Linked DNA regions of Hordeum vulgare: region 1 is linked to region 2. The links are chromatin contacts, called in public Hi-C maps. All regions are on one chromosome and are shown on one strand. Each heading gives the region's core, a stretch centred on a gene start, on an enhancer-like site or on the middle of the called end of the contact. The rest is flanking DNA. Distances are from core to core; before and after follow the strand shown.

Region 1 (6,584 bases), core at 1,956-4,455, 150 kb after region 2:
AGCCTGCAGATGCATTTCTCATGTTAATTAGATTTTGAAAGCAAACAAGCATGCAATTCAAAGATGCATTTCTCTATGCGACATAAATGTAGTCAGCGCAACCAGATAAAGATGAGGCTCAGTCATAATAGGATTTCTTGTCAATTTCACATGAAATCGATTCATCATAGTGTACATACTATGAACACTAGTTTACTAATGGTCACCCCATACAGGTACAGAAGCAAGGTTTCACATGAAGCAGTACCAAATCAATGAACTGCAAATAAACAAACCCATCAGTTTCTGGCATCTTCCCCAAAAATATCTAACATCCTTACAACTTGAGTAATGCATTCTCGAAAGCAACCCTTCGTTGGATTAACATTCAAATGGGCATATGACCAGTCATTAGATATTCGACTTAATATGTGTACTATAGAACTGCTATACGTCAACACTCCCCCTCACGTGAGGCTCCCTCAGCCCTAAACATGGACCGAAAGTGGGCTGCAAATTTTTAATTTTTAAATTGGGTCAACCGTGTCTTGAACTCAAGACCTTCAATACCTCCTAGCTCTGATGCCATGTAGACTGCACGCACCAGCCAGTTCACCAAAAAACTCAAGCTAATGAGGAAAGGTGGGCTATGCATTTATACCTCAACATCTACAACTAAGAGCAAGTCTAGTAGAGCCCTCAAATCCTCAAACCCTTAAAAATAACCGCTTTTTTACAGTTTTCGTCGGAAAAAAACGATAGACTAGAACCCCTAAACCCTCAAATCCGTAAAATAATTTAGAGGTCCAACCCTCAAACTTGTTTTGAACCTGTAGAAGTGAGGGTTGGGAGGAGTTTCCTCCTCCCAACCCGCACTCCGCTTCCTCTCCAGCGCGGGAGGGATTTTCATCCCGCTCCCGTCTCCAGCCGCCGCCTCCTCGCGCCCGCCTCGCCGCCATGGAGGCACCCGCCGCCGCCCCGGCCGCCCCTGCCGGCCCCGCGCCCGCCCCTGCGCCAGCCCCGGCCGCCCCTGCGCCCCGCCCCGGCCTGAGCCGCCCACCTCGCCGCTGCAGCAGTTCCCCGACGCCCCGATGAGCTCCTGTTCCAATCCTTCTCCACCTCCACACTTCTACCATGGTGCCCTCGCGAGCTCCAGTGTACATATTCTTCCTGGTTTTGCTAGATAAGTAGAACAAAATTATTGGCAGAGAGGCAATTGATACATGCCCTGTGTATGTGAGTTTCTAGCCAACTGAATTTTTTTCAGGCAAGTCATAACAGATTTTGCTTCAGGTTTCATGGTTTCAGGTTTCAGGTTTCATGACAGATTTTGCCCTGTGCAATTGATACATGCCCTGTGCAATTAGTTGTTTCAGGTTTTTCCCTGTGCAATTGATACCGATTTTGCTTCAGGTTCCATGATTTCAGGTTTCAGGTTTCATAACAGATTTCATGGCAGATTTTGCTGCTAAGAAATCAGTTACAAATAGAGGCTAGTAAATAGATTTTGCATGATATGCTTACCTTGTATTTTTCTTCAGATTGCTGCTAAAAAATAAGTTAGCATGTAATAATTTGGTTTCAAATTTTCATGATATGCTTACCTTGTATTTTGCTTCAGATTGTCATGATCTTCCAAAGTTGCTATTATTTCACTTTACATTTTATCTCCATTGTCAAATGTTTTACTCATGAATTATGATGTATCTTTGTTTTACTTTTCTATGTCCTATTTGATTCGAACAATTGTTGTGATTTGCTCAAACATTGTTGTAATAATTTGAATGATTATTGTTTTATTCGGTGGTGTAATAATAACTAGAATGATTATTGTTTTATGTCAAATGTGATTGAATTTGTGATATGTCATATGATGAAATGTGATGAAATGTGTGATATATGAAATGACAGTTTTAAGGGTTGGGGTTGGGACAAAGACTAGAACCCTCAAACCCAACCCTTATAACGGAATATTCCGTTATAAGGGTTGGGTTTGAGTGTTCTAGTCTTTGCCCTTGTTTTTCAACCCTTAAAAGTGTCAAAAATGGCCAATTCTCAACCCTTAAAACTGGTTTTAGATTTAAGGGTTTGAGGGTTCTACTAGAGATGCTCTAAGCCAGGCAATTGTAAGCACAACATCTAGTGACTAAATGACACATATCTGGAGGGTCGCCCCAGGGAAACTCTGGATACAGGCCGTCATCCTTAGTACAGACATACTGATTGGGTCGGATTCGGCAAGAATCTCATCTTTTGTTGTATCTAAAGCAACTATTTCCCTTGCAGTGAGTTGTAACTCTACCATGATCTGAACTGCACCAGATGATGCTTTGTTGTCCAATTACTGCAATTCTAAGCACAAAATCTAGTAACTAAATGACACACGTATGGAGGGTCGCACTAGACTGATTTCAGTATACACAAAATGGCAGCGAACTTCCTTTTGCTGTTTGACATTTAGCTGAAGAGTTTGTATCTATCTATCTATCTGTTCATGTTCAGTGTAGAACTGTGCACAAAGCTCCTCGGGGTCAAAGGACAAAGGCCAAGAAGCGCTAACCTCTTCATATGGCACAGCATTGGCAGCAAGATCTTTGAGAGAAAACCCGCCAAGCTGGAGCCTTTGGGATCCAAAGAGGCCCACCGCTGCAAGCGTGGTGAGCACAGCTATCCGTCTGTTGAGACCCCTGTCTGGAACAGGTGGGTCTACAGCAGCCTCCTGGGGCGTGCTGCTGCTTGGCTGAGCCTTCTCTTCACCCAGCTCAGCTTTCACCTGCTGTTCGTCCTGTGGAAGCAAACGGGAGCAGGAATGACTTCACGGTTCATGCTATACTGCTATCTGACTGGAATTTTTTACTTCTGTTTCTTATGAGCATGAAGCTAAAGAAGCACCAGATTAGTCTATCCACTGCCCCGAATCTGTTTGAGTATGCTACGAGGACTCACCGTCTTCGGCTCCGCGGAGTCGGGCGGCGCGACGCAGGACAGGGTTCTCGGCCGGCGGCGGCACCGGCGCAGATGGACGCGGGAAGAAGAAGGCGGAGGCGAGCGGCTGCGGAGCCCCGCGAGGCCCGGCCGCAGGTCCGGGAGGAGGAGGCCGGAGCACCTCGAGGTCACACTCGCCATTTTTCAGTTTACGCTTCGGGATGGCACAGCACAGGGGAAGGAGGGAGGGAGGGACGAACTGACGACGAGCCGCCTGGGGTGCCGGGTCAAACGAGAAGATGATGATGTGGGTGGCGCAGGCCGCGCCACGTCGCCCCTAATCGTGCGATGCAAAGAGCGTGCTCGTTTTTCTTTGATTTTTCTTTGTAGGCTAGGAGGACAGTGCATGCTTTGTCGCGCCGTTTATGTTATGGGATGTACATCTTTTATTTATATATATATATGTGTGTGTGATATTTTTTTTAAAGTTATAGAAATTATTTAGTGTTGATTTGTTTGACATGTAAAGGATATAATGAAGTATGTGTTTTATCAGATAGTACAGGAAGAGTGGGCCAAGGATGAAAATCAGGAAGTTATTGGTAGGAGAATGTTTGCTATGACTAATCCCTGGCGAATCATTCATAAGTGCATCATTTTCTTTTTGTGGTGTTTGGTGGATCTTTTTGATCGTGTGATTGAAGAACATCTTTTACTCAATACAAATACATAAGAAAGTTATTTACATTGTTAGACGCAAGTTTTATGTTGGTGATAAACGTGTCATGGGCAACACTTTCATTTTTTTTCAACCAAGACCACACCACCCATTCATGGAAATCCCACCACGAAACCCGGAACAACAACCCAATCAATTGTGTATCCAATCCAAATTAAAGATCTGGATTGGATGAGGGGGCTTTAAAACAGGGGAACTTAAGGAAATTAGAGATTTCATTGCCACAACAAAGGATTGATCAAGTCAAAATCAAAACATTAGAATTGTATGCCTCAATTGAAGGAGAAAGCTTTAAAATTAAGGAGCATGGTGTGTTAAAAATTGAATGAGAGAGCTTCTTGTGAAATTGTTGACTTGGTCAAATTTGGATAACCCAGTTCTAAATTGAAGACCTCAATTGACCATGCGGCCTTAAAAACTACGAAGTTTAGTGTTATGAAGGATAAGGAGGAGTATCCCCTTAATAGATTGGACAAAACTACAGCTTCTAATTATCAATTTTTTTATGCGAGAAAATTCCAATCTATTCATTCTTAACCATGGCAGTACAACGAACACAAGAGATAATAAAAAATATACAATCAGGTCCGTGAACCACCTAGAGACGACTACAAACACTCAAGTGAACCAAAAGTGTGCCACCATTATCGCCCCTCCCTCGTTGGAGGCCGAAAAACCTTGTTGTACTAGACATTAGGTCGTGCTAAGGCATCATAGGACTAGTGCACGAGAGCAACAACCATCACCGATGAAGAAATTCGTAGATTGGAAGGACCAAGCCTATAAACACCAACACGAAGATGGACAAAGACCGGATCCAAACATGTCCACCAAAAACCAGTACAGACCGAATCCCGCGAGAGCTGGTGAAGACAAAACTTCATACGCCCTCCCATGAAGCTAGACGCGTCATCGGGACGGGGGTAAACACGGGAGACATTATTTCTGTTGAGGAACATGGTCGCCGCCACACAACCTTAACCAAGATGTTGAACCTAATAAAAGCAAGAACGGGACCCCTCATGCCGGTGCGGAGCCGAGGTCCTTCGCACCTCAATGGCCCAAAGGCCATCTAAGATGAGGCAAACCGGCGGCGGCACCCACAATAGGAGGAGGAAAGCTTAGGATCTTTTCTTGTGAGGTCAAATATAGATAAGTATTTTTATACTAATTTCTAGAGTATTACTAGAAGAACGAGTACAAAATAAATATCTAGAACTAGGAAAATTATCCTCACTTCGACAAAAAAGACATTGACAAAACTTAGAAGTACATCTAAGCCCTCGAGAAAATCCTTGTGAAATTGAAAACAACGCTGCTCGATTTTATCGGCGTAGCATCGGTTGAGGAGAGACTAAAACTTTTAGTTACCTTGCTGATATAATAAGTTGCCGGTGTTTTCTAGCCTTGAAACTTTCATGTTTTACTTTTCTTTTGTAACATGCGGATGACGCGTGCTTGTCTGAATTACTCTTGTTTTGTCTTCAATAAAATTGGAACTACGAGGGCTTTTTCCCTCCTAATAGTCTAAAAGGGGAGAATGGCAACGAGAACAACAACAGTTGTGTCACCCACACAAAACTAGAGAAAGAAACTACTTGTAGATGTCTCTATTTGTAGCCAGCCGCGGTGTGCGTTGGGAGTTCGGGGCAGATGCTAAATCGGTGAGTGCCACATCCTGATTCGTGTCAACGATCAAGCTAACATCATGAGCAAGAACAGGTGACCTAGCCCACGGTTTCCTCTAGGGGGAAAAATCCAGAAAAAGACGAGGCCGCCAACAACAAGCCCACGATCAAACAAACACCATAGAATGTCGAAGCACGATGACACTGATCCATAGGTTCCTTGACTTTGTCGACGAGTCGTCGATATGTGTTAGATGTGGCGGAGCCACCTCCATATGAACCACACCACAACAAAATGAAAACCTAGCCCTAACTACGCGGTGAACATGCAAAATCAGGATTCCCCCACCTCTATGAAGGATTAGCAAATGAAGGGGGAGACGAACATGATGACCCACAAGTATAGGAGATTAATCGTAGTCCTTTCAATAAGTAAAATTGTCAAACCCAACGAGGAGCAGAAGGAAATGACAAGTGGTTTTCAGCAAGGTAATTTCTGCAAGCACTGAAATAGCGGTAACAAGTTGTTTGATAGCAAGATAATTGTAACAAGTAACGAGTAGCAATAGTAACAATAAGTGTAGCAAGGTATCCCAATCCTTTTGTGGCAAAGGATAGGCCAAAATGGGTTCTTATAATAGGCAAAGTGTTCTTGAGGGCTCACAGGAATTTCATCTAGTCACTTTCACCATGTTGGTTGTTGGAAATATGCTCTAGAGGCAATAATAAATTGGTTATTATTATATTTCTTTATTCATGATAATCGTTTATTATCCATGCTGGAATTGTATTGATTTGGAAACTCAAATACATGTGTGGATACATACACAACACACTGTCCCTAGTGAGACTCTAATTGACTAGCTCGTTGATCAAAGATGGTCAAGGTTTCCTGACCATAGACAAGTGTTATCACTCTATAACGGGATCACATCATTGGGAGAATGATGTGATGGACAAGACCCAAAAACTATAAACATAGCATATGATCGTGTCAGTTTATTGCTACTGTTTTCTGCATGTCAATGTATGTGTTCCTATGACCATGAGATCATGCAACGCTTGGACACCGGAGGAATACCTTGTGGGTTATCAAACGTCGCAACGTAACTCGGTGACTATAAAGGTGCTCTACAGGTATCTCCAAAGGTATCTGTTGGGTTGGCATGGATCAAGACCGGGATTTGTCACTCCATGTGACGGAGAGGTATCTCGGGGCCCACTCGGTAATACAACATCACAACAAGCCTTGCAAGCAATGTGACTAAGGAGTTAGTTACGGGATCTTGTATTACGGAACGAATAAAGAGACT
Region 2 (6,796 bases), core at 2,411-4,910:
TTATTTCCCCTTGGTTTTTAAGAGAGAAGACGGTTATTTTTCGACGATTTTCGTTTGGTGGTCTTGAGTCATAGGTAATCCGTACAATCAAAAGGGGATCCGTTTTTTAAAATGTTAGGATGAAATCAAGACATACACAGTCACTTTACACCCCATTTTCCTTTTCCACACTTGGGGTTTCATCCCCCTATGTTTGTGTTTTTTAGAGGCAGCTAAGTGGTAGTACCGTGCTGACCAATGGTAGTACCGCTCGCAGTTCAGTGCTGCTACCATCTCCGCTTATATTGTGCTCTCTCGGCTTACAGCGGAAGTTGGATGGTAGTAGAGAGCAGTATTACCGCTCGGGCAGTTCTACAGCTCGATCTACTATCCCACTTCCACTTCCCGGTGTAGGCGCAAGTACTAAGCGGAAGTACCGCTCTAACCCTGCGGTAGTACCGCTTGTGTGGTACTACAAGTATCTTCTTAGCTTGGAGTACCGCTTACATTTTTCTCTCTCGATATCACACTCCTTTGAGTGGTAGTAGAACGGCAGTAGTGAGAGCGGTAGTGCCGCTCTTTGTGGAAGTACCGCGCTGCCTTATTCTACTATCATAGTTTCACCCGCACTTGCAGCACCTGGCGGTAGTATCGCTCCCGCAACACCGCCGCATCCTTGGTCCTCTAAGTTGCACGTTGCGGTGGAATCTATCGTGCCAGTGGAAGTACCGCTCGCCCGAACAGTACTATCGTTTATGCATGAGCTGAAGGGGCATAACGGTTGGATCCACCCCCTTTCTATATACGTGAATCTTCTTCCCCAAGTTGACTTACCTCTTTCCCACAAGCTCCATTCTTGCTCCTAAGCTCATTTTCGCCCAATCTCTCTCCCTAGCCATCAAAACTTGTTGATGCTCTAGGGTTTGGAGGAGAAGGCCTTGATATACACTTTCACCAAGATAAATTTAATTCCACACACTAATCCCTTGTGGATCTTGTTACTCTTGCGTATTTGAGCACCCTAGACTGGAGAGGACACCTCGAAGTCACACTTCATTGTGGTGAAGCTTCGTGGTGCGTTGGGAGCCTCCAATTAAATTATGGAGATTGCCCCAATCTTGTTTGTAAATGTTCGATCGCCGCTTTCAAGAGCACCATTAGTGGAATCACGATACCTCGCATTGAGTGAGGGCATGAGGAGAATACGATGGACTTAGTGGCTTTTTGGAAAGCATTGTGTCTCCACACGCTCTAACAAAAACGTACTCCCTTCAAAGGGAAGGAACTTCAGTAATACATCCTTGTCTCCATTGGTTCTTTTTGTGGTTACTTGTTACCTTTACTTTGTGCAAGTTATTATCATGTTGAATATTTGGATTGCTTGCTAGTTGTTGTTGTTAGCATCATATAGGTTGTTCATCTAGTTGCATATCTAGACAACATATTTGTTACTTAACCTAATTTGTTTAAAAGAGCTAAAAATTAGTACTTGCCTATTCATCCCCTCTAGTCAACCATATCAATTTTTTTCATACAGTCACATCGATTGGTTCTAAAAAAAATCATGATTGACACAACTGTTTCAAAGAGGGGCGGTGTGTCTTATAACGAGTTGGATTTCACCAAGGTAAATAGATAAACCAATAAGCCAAGCAAAAGTCCACAAGTAAAATAATACCACTGGCCCAACAAAACAAACATGGCCAGAAGTCCCAAAAAAACGATAGAAGACGCCTTGAGGCCAAGGGGCCAAAGAAGTACTACAGTGGCATACGTAGAACCTCAGCCTGAGAGTGCCACAATTCAAATTTTATGAAAATTTACACTACAAAAGTACAAATAGTATAATTTGGTTTAAACATCATCATAACCTCAACAGTCTTAAAATAGCATCAATTTATTAGATATTTAGTGTTAAATATATAGTGTAAGTCTTTTACAATTTTAATTAGAGAGGTTATCATGGCACCTACGGTATCCCCACTAGATCCTCCCCTTGACAAGGAGGTCGCATAGAAATAAGGTAGGCCCATGAATGCCATCAATCATCGCATTAAGGAATCTTTTGTCCCAATGCTTAGAAAGCGAACAACATCGCTGCATAAAATTCGAATGATTTGAACACAATCATTACTATTCGTCCACAAGTTTTAGGTCACGTCGGCAAAAACAGAGCAAGGGCTGTGTTTCGTTCGGCTGTTGTAGTAGAATTATGCATGCTTTTGTTGTATGGTTACTCCCTCCAGTTTCAAAATAATTGTCATGGTTTTTGTTTAAATTGTTAGAAGGATGGAGTATTTTCTTAAGCATTAGAAACCAGACATTAGATTATGTGGCCACATGTGCAGATGTGCAGGGCATCAATGAAATATCCGTAAGTGTTAAAGTTACGATTCTAGTAATCTCATGCTAGCCAATAAAGTTAACATCTGATAATCTATGGCTCGCAAAAGAAGACGAAATATCTAAACTACTATATTCACTTCACCTTGCTTCAACGGTCGGCCATTTTTCAAGGAGAACTCTACACAATTTTGTCAGGAAAATGTGTGCCCTATTTGGCCGTTAAGGTATCAAATAGTTTATTTTTCCCATACAAGGCACATTTGACATCCCCGGTCGCTCCTTCGTCCTAAATGGGTCAGCCCTTATAACAAGAGAACATTATGGGCTTATTCTAGTTTTAGAAACTTTCTAGAGTGTCCTCCATCGTTTTTCCTTTTTTGTTTGTTTTGTTTTCACGCTTTCTATCAACCGGGTGTTTGGCTGTGTCCCCTTTTTTGCTGTTCGTTTGTCTTTATTCCTTTATTTAATTATTATTCAGTACATGAACATTTCAAAATTCATCAATATTTTTAATTTAAAAACAAAAATTTGAACAGTTCTCCAAATTCATGATATTTTAGTTTATGAAAATTGTAAATTCATGTACATTTTTTTAGAAAGGCATGAACTTCTTTTTTTAATTCCTGGACATGTTTTTGTAAATTTATGACTATTTCTGAATATTTTTTTATTTTTACTTAAAAACCAAAACTAGTAAAATCTGGTTCTTTTTCCTGAAATATTAGTATCTTCCACAGATGGGCAAACAAAAACCAATCGACCATGTACGTTCGTGGATCGAGGCTTTCCATCTTTTTGGATGGATGCCTCAATGTGCTTTTAAAAATCATTATTGATAATGTTCGCGCGGGTAAAAGAGAGACAATATTGTTGAGCCAGCCCAATTACAGCCTCTTTACCGAAGTATTTTGAGTATTTATTTGAGAAGAGATTGATACCGCGAAGAAGATGTTTTCAAAAGATTCCATTGTATTTCTTAGTCATAGGAGTTACTTCACATTTTCTTGAATGTCGGATCCAAGTCACTGTACTCTCTCTGTAAGTTAATATAAAAGCATTTATATCACTAGGTAGTTATCTAAACGATTTTATAATAGTTTACAGAGGGAGTACATGTTATTCTTATGAGTATGAATAAAATTACATGTGTTTCTCAAAAAAGAAAAGCTCCTTTTTTGAGTAAAAAAAGAAAAGCTCCTGAAAATGCGGTACAATTTTCTCAGTTACGAGGATCATGAGCTGGGCTACACTCTCTGTCAGCCTGGCAAGGTACATGTCCACGACCCACCAGACTCGGCCCAAAACAAGTCAGCGAAGCGAAGGCAGAAGGGCAGCGTTCTGCTCCTCCGCTCTGTTCTCTCGTCTCAGTTCCCCAACTTCCGGCGCAAGCTGAAACCCTCGGGCCCCGACCGCGGCAGCCGCCGATCCAGCCCCCGCCGCGATGGAGTTCGCCCTCGTCGACGGCGAGCAGTTCTCGCCCTCCTGCTCCACGCTCGTCATGGTCTGGATGCCAGTTTCCTCCGAAATCTATCTTTGGTAACGGTGTCTCCTTCTGGTTTCTGACGTTGCTGACCCGCCCCCTCCCTCTCGGCCTCGTGCAGCCCGCGCTTTCGATCGGCAACGTGGGGCAGCTCGCCGTGGACCTGCTGATACCGTCGGCGAAGGCGAGGCGGGTGGCGTACCTCGACGAGCCCTCCGTGCTGCCCTGCGTCGGCAACGACGCCTTCGGCCCCGACGCCGTCGGCGACCTCGCGCTCGCGCTCGAAGGTAGGGCCTCTCGAATCCCGAAAACTTTGTCCTCCTGTGCTGTGCTCGCTGATTGTTTGATGGATTGTGTTAGTGGTGCTGCTATTTACTACTAGTTGCTTGCAACGTTGGCCTTTGTTTTGTGCATACCATCTGTTTGTTGGAATGCGGTGCTGCGTGTGCTCTTGTCCGCTATGCACGCTGCTGCTCGATGAAACGCGTTTACCATGTTGCGTGTGTACTCTGTCTCCTACGCCTGCCACTGTTTGATGGAATGTGTTTCGGCGCCGCATGTACACACTGTCTGCCACACATGCCACTGTTTTGTTTTTATTTTCGAATTAAGGAGCTCTTTGCTCCCGATTTTTATTTCAACAGTTTAGAACTTACAGACCCACGCAACACTATACCCCTTCGAGCAAACTACGTTATTGCAGAGCACTAGGTTTTAACTTCTCAAGGAATAGATCAGAAGAAACATCAACACCAGGGCGGCAAAATAACAACTACCAAAGATAACTGCTGATCATGTGAAACATAGCATAGATCTGCAATACGAGGCCTGCACGACCACCATCTTCCGGATCACCCCACGACAATCCTGAGAGTTGTTAGTCCCCAGTCTCTGCCTCGATTGTATAACTCCATGTCCACCTTAGAAAGAAGCAGTGCCGCTGATTGTAATACCTGTTTGTTTCATCCTCTCTGCAATTCAGCCTACCATGACTTCCAGTGAGAATTCTGTACAATTATTTGGGTAGGATCATTAGTAAAGAGGTCCTATTTGGTCATTAACCACAACAGCTAACTCTGCTGCTAGTTATGGTTTGTATGATCTATTATATATATATTTCCCAAGGAACCCTCTCTTAACTAGAACAAACCTTAAAAAAAGACCAGTTAATCTTGTCATAAGCTTTTTCAAAATCCAGTAAAAAGGCTAACATCTGATTTTCTTCTATTAATTTCATCTAAAAGCTCATACAGTATACTTACATCATCTAAAGTGAACCTACCGTTAATAAGTGCTGTCTGTACTGGAGCAATTATTTTCTCAGCAACTTCTACAGCCCCGTTATTCACTATTTTAAAAAAAAATATATAAGCAAAACATCAAATAAGCATATAGATACGTATTGTTGAATAGTGTCAGCTCCAACACCCTTTGGCAATAAAGTCAAAATCACATAATTAAATCTCGCAAGGCCTAACCTAACATGATAAACTCATTAAACATGAACAATAAATCATTAATGCTGACAAAATTCAGCAGGAAAACCATCTGGCCCAGGAGCTTTATTTCTTTCATTTGAAAAACTGCCATTCTAATCTCCTCTAATGTTAATTCCTCTACTAAGCAAGGTCCTATCTATATCATTAAGAACAACAGGCGTATCAATGTCAATGCAAATGTTTAAATTGTTATTATCAGCAGGACCAAATAAGTTTTTATAAAAAGAGATTGCAGTGCTGTGCATACTGTATGCTTGTATCTGCTATGCACATCAATTGTTTTAGACATAGATTGTTTGTTCCGAGGCAGGGAGGGAGGGAGAGATAAATGATAAACACACAAATATGTGCTGGTTTTGGAATATGTTGTTGAAATATATTGCCTGCCTCCCTCCATCAGTTCAGACTCTTGGATGAGTTGGCTGGAGCATGAAATCAATATGGTATCCGAGCCAGGAAGTCTTGAGTTCAAGACCCTGCCAACGCAGTACTAAAATTAAACGATTCTGCGACCTACATCGATCCCACGTCTAAGGACTAAAATAACCTAGATGTGAGGGGGGGTGTTGAAATATATTGCCCGCCTCCCTCCATCAGTTCGGACTTTTGGATGAGTTGGTTGGAGCATGAATTCAATATATGTCTCTACCTAGTTAGTTGCTGAAATACGGGTATGGCATGCAGACTCACCTGCTTTCTCATTTTTGCGTGCAGAGTATGAATCAATGTCTCATGGGCTGGCTTTCATTCAACAAAGGTCTCCAATTGTTACAGTATGCTGAGCTTACCTCTTTTGGCATATGCTGCCATCTTCCTATAATTTGCGAATTGGTAGCAGTATCTAACCAGTGAATATAATATGACCACTTTGATTTCTCGTTACAAATGCAGGGGATGATGGTTTCGTTTGCAAAAAATGTTGCTAATTTCATCAGTAGCATTGGGAAGGACCATGTTGTTATTCTTTCAAGTTTAGACTCTGGCAAGAGAAGAGTAATTGATGCATCCAGGTATTTGAAATGTCTTGCTACCCAGATTCCATATTTTGGATTTGGATGTTCTTTCAAGATTGTGCCATTAACACGTTTCATCATGCAGTGATATGCTGTATTACCTTTCAAGTTGCAATGAGGATGGTTCTGATCCAGAATGTGAGAAACTAGGGTGGAAGAAACTTGAGGAATATGATCCATCTCAGCGACTGTGGAAATGTCTTGCTAGTCTAGTTGAGGGCGGTGTTCTTTCAGAAGATATGGCTGAGGATCCTGAAGAGATGACCGCAAGTGATTACTATGCGACCTTGCCATTTGCAGCTCTATTCTTTGCCTGCAAGGTATCTGATTTTATTTTATCTCTAATAAAGTATTTTGTCATTTAAAGTTGCTGTTATAACATCTCCCTATGTTATGATAGGCCAAAGGTTTGAAAGTTAGCTGTGTATTATGCTACTGTTCAGAAGGGGACAATATGCCAGAATCTTTCCACTTAGCAG

What was found. A called contact is a pair of places that touch in the nucleus more often than the background predicts.
Region 1: a contact with region 2 is called in a Hi-C map of seedling, with 2.6 times the contacts expected there. The contact joins the promoter of LOC123452396 here to the promoter of LOC123452393 in region 2. A contact is called at or near these places in 2 of 6 Hi-C or Micro-C datasets (leaf and seedling).

What each region holds. Positions count from the first base shown.
Region 1 is chr5H:533,785,401-533,791,984 of MorexV3_pseudomolecules_assembly, forward strand. It overlaps LOC123452396 (thioredoxin-like protein HCF164, chloroplastic), which reads right to left and starts at 3,206. Exons shown (of 5, transcript XR_006632593.1): 1 at 2,926-3,206; 2 at 2,540-2,764; 3 at 1-3.
Region 2 is chr5H:533,630,576-533,637,371 of MorexV3_pseudomolecules_assembly, forward strand. It overlaps LOC123452393 (proteasome assembly chaperone 2), which reads left to right and starts at 3,661. Exons shown (of 8, transcript XM_045129041.1): 1 at 3,661-3,826; 2 at 3,927-4,092; 3 at 6,019-6,077; 4 at 6,196-6,314; 5 at 6,403-6,637; 6 at 6,718-6,796. The coding sequence starts at 3,767.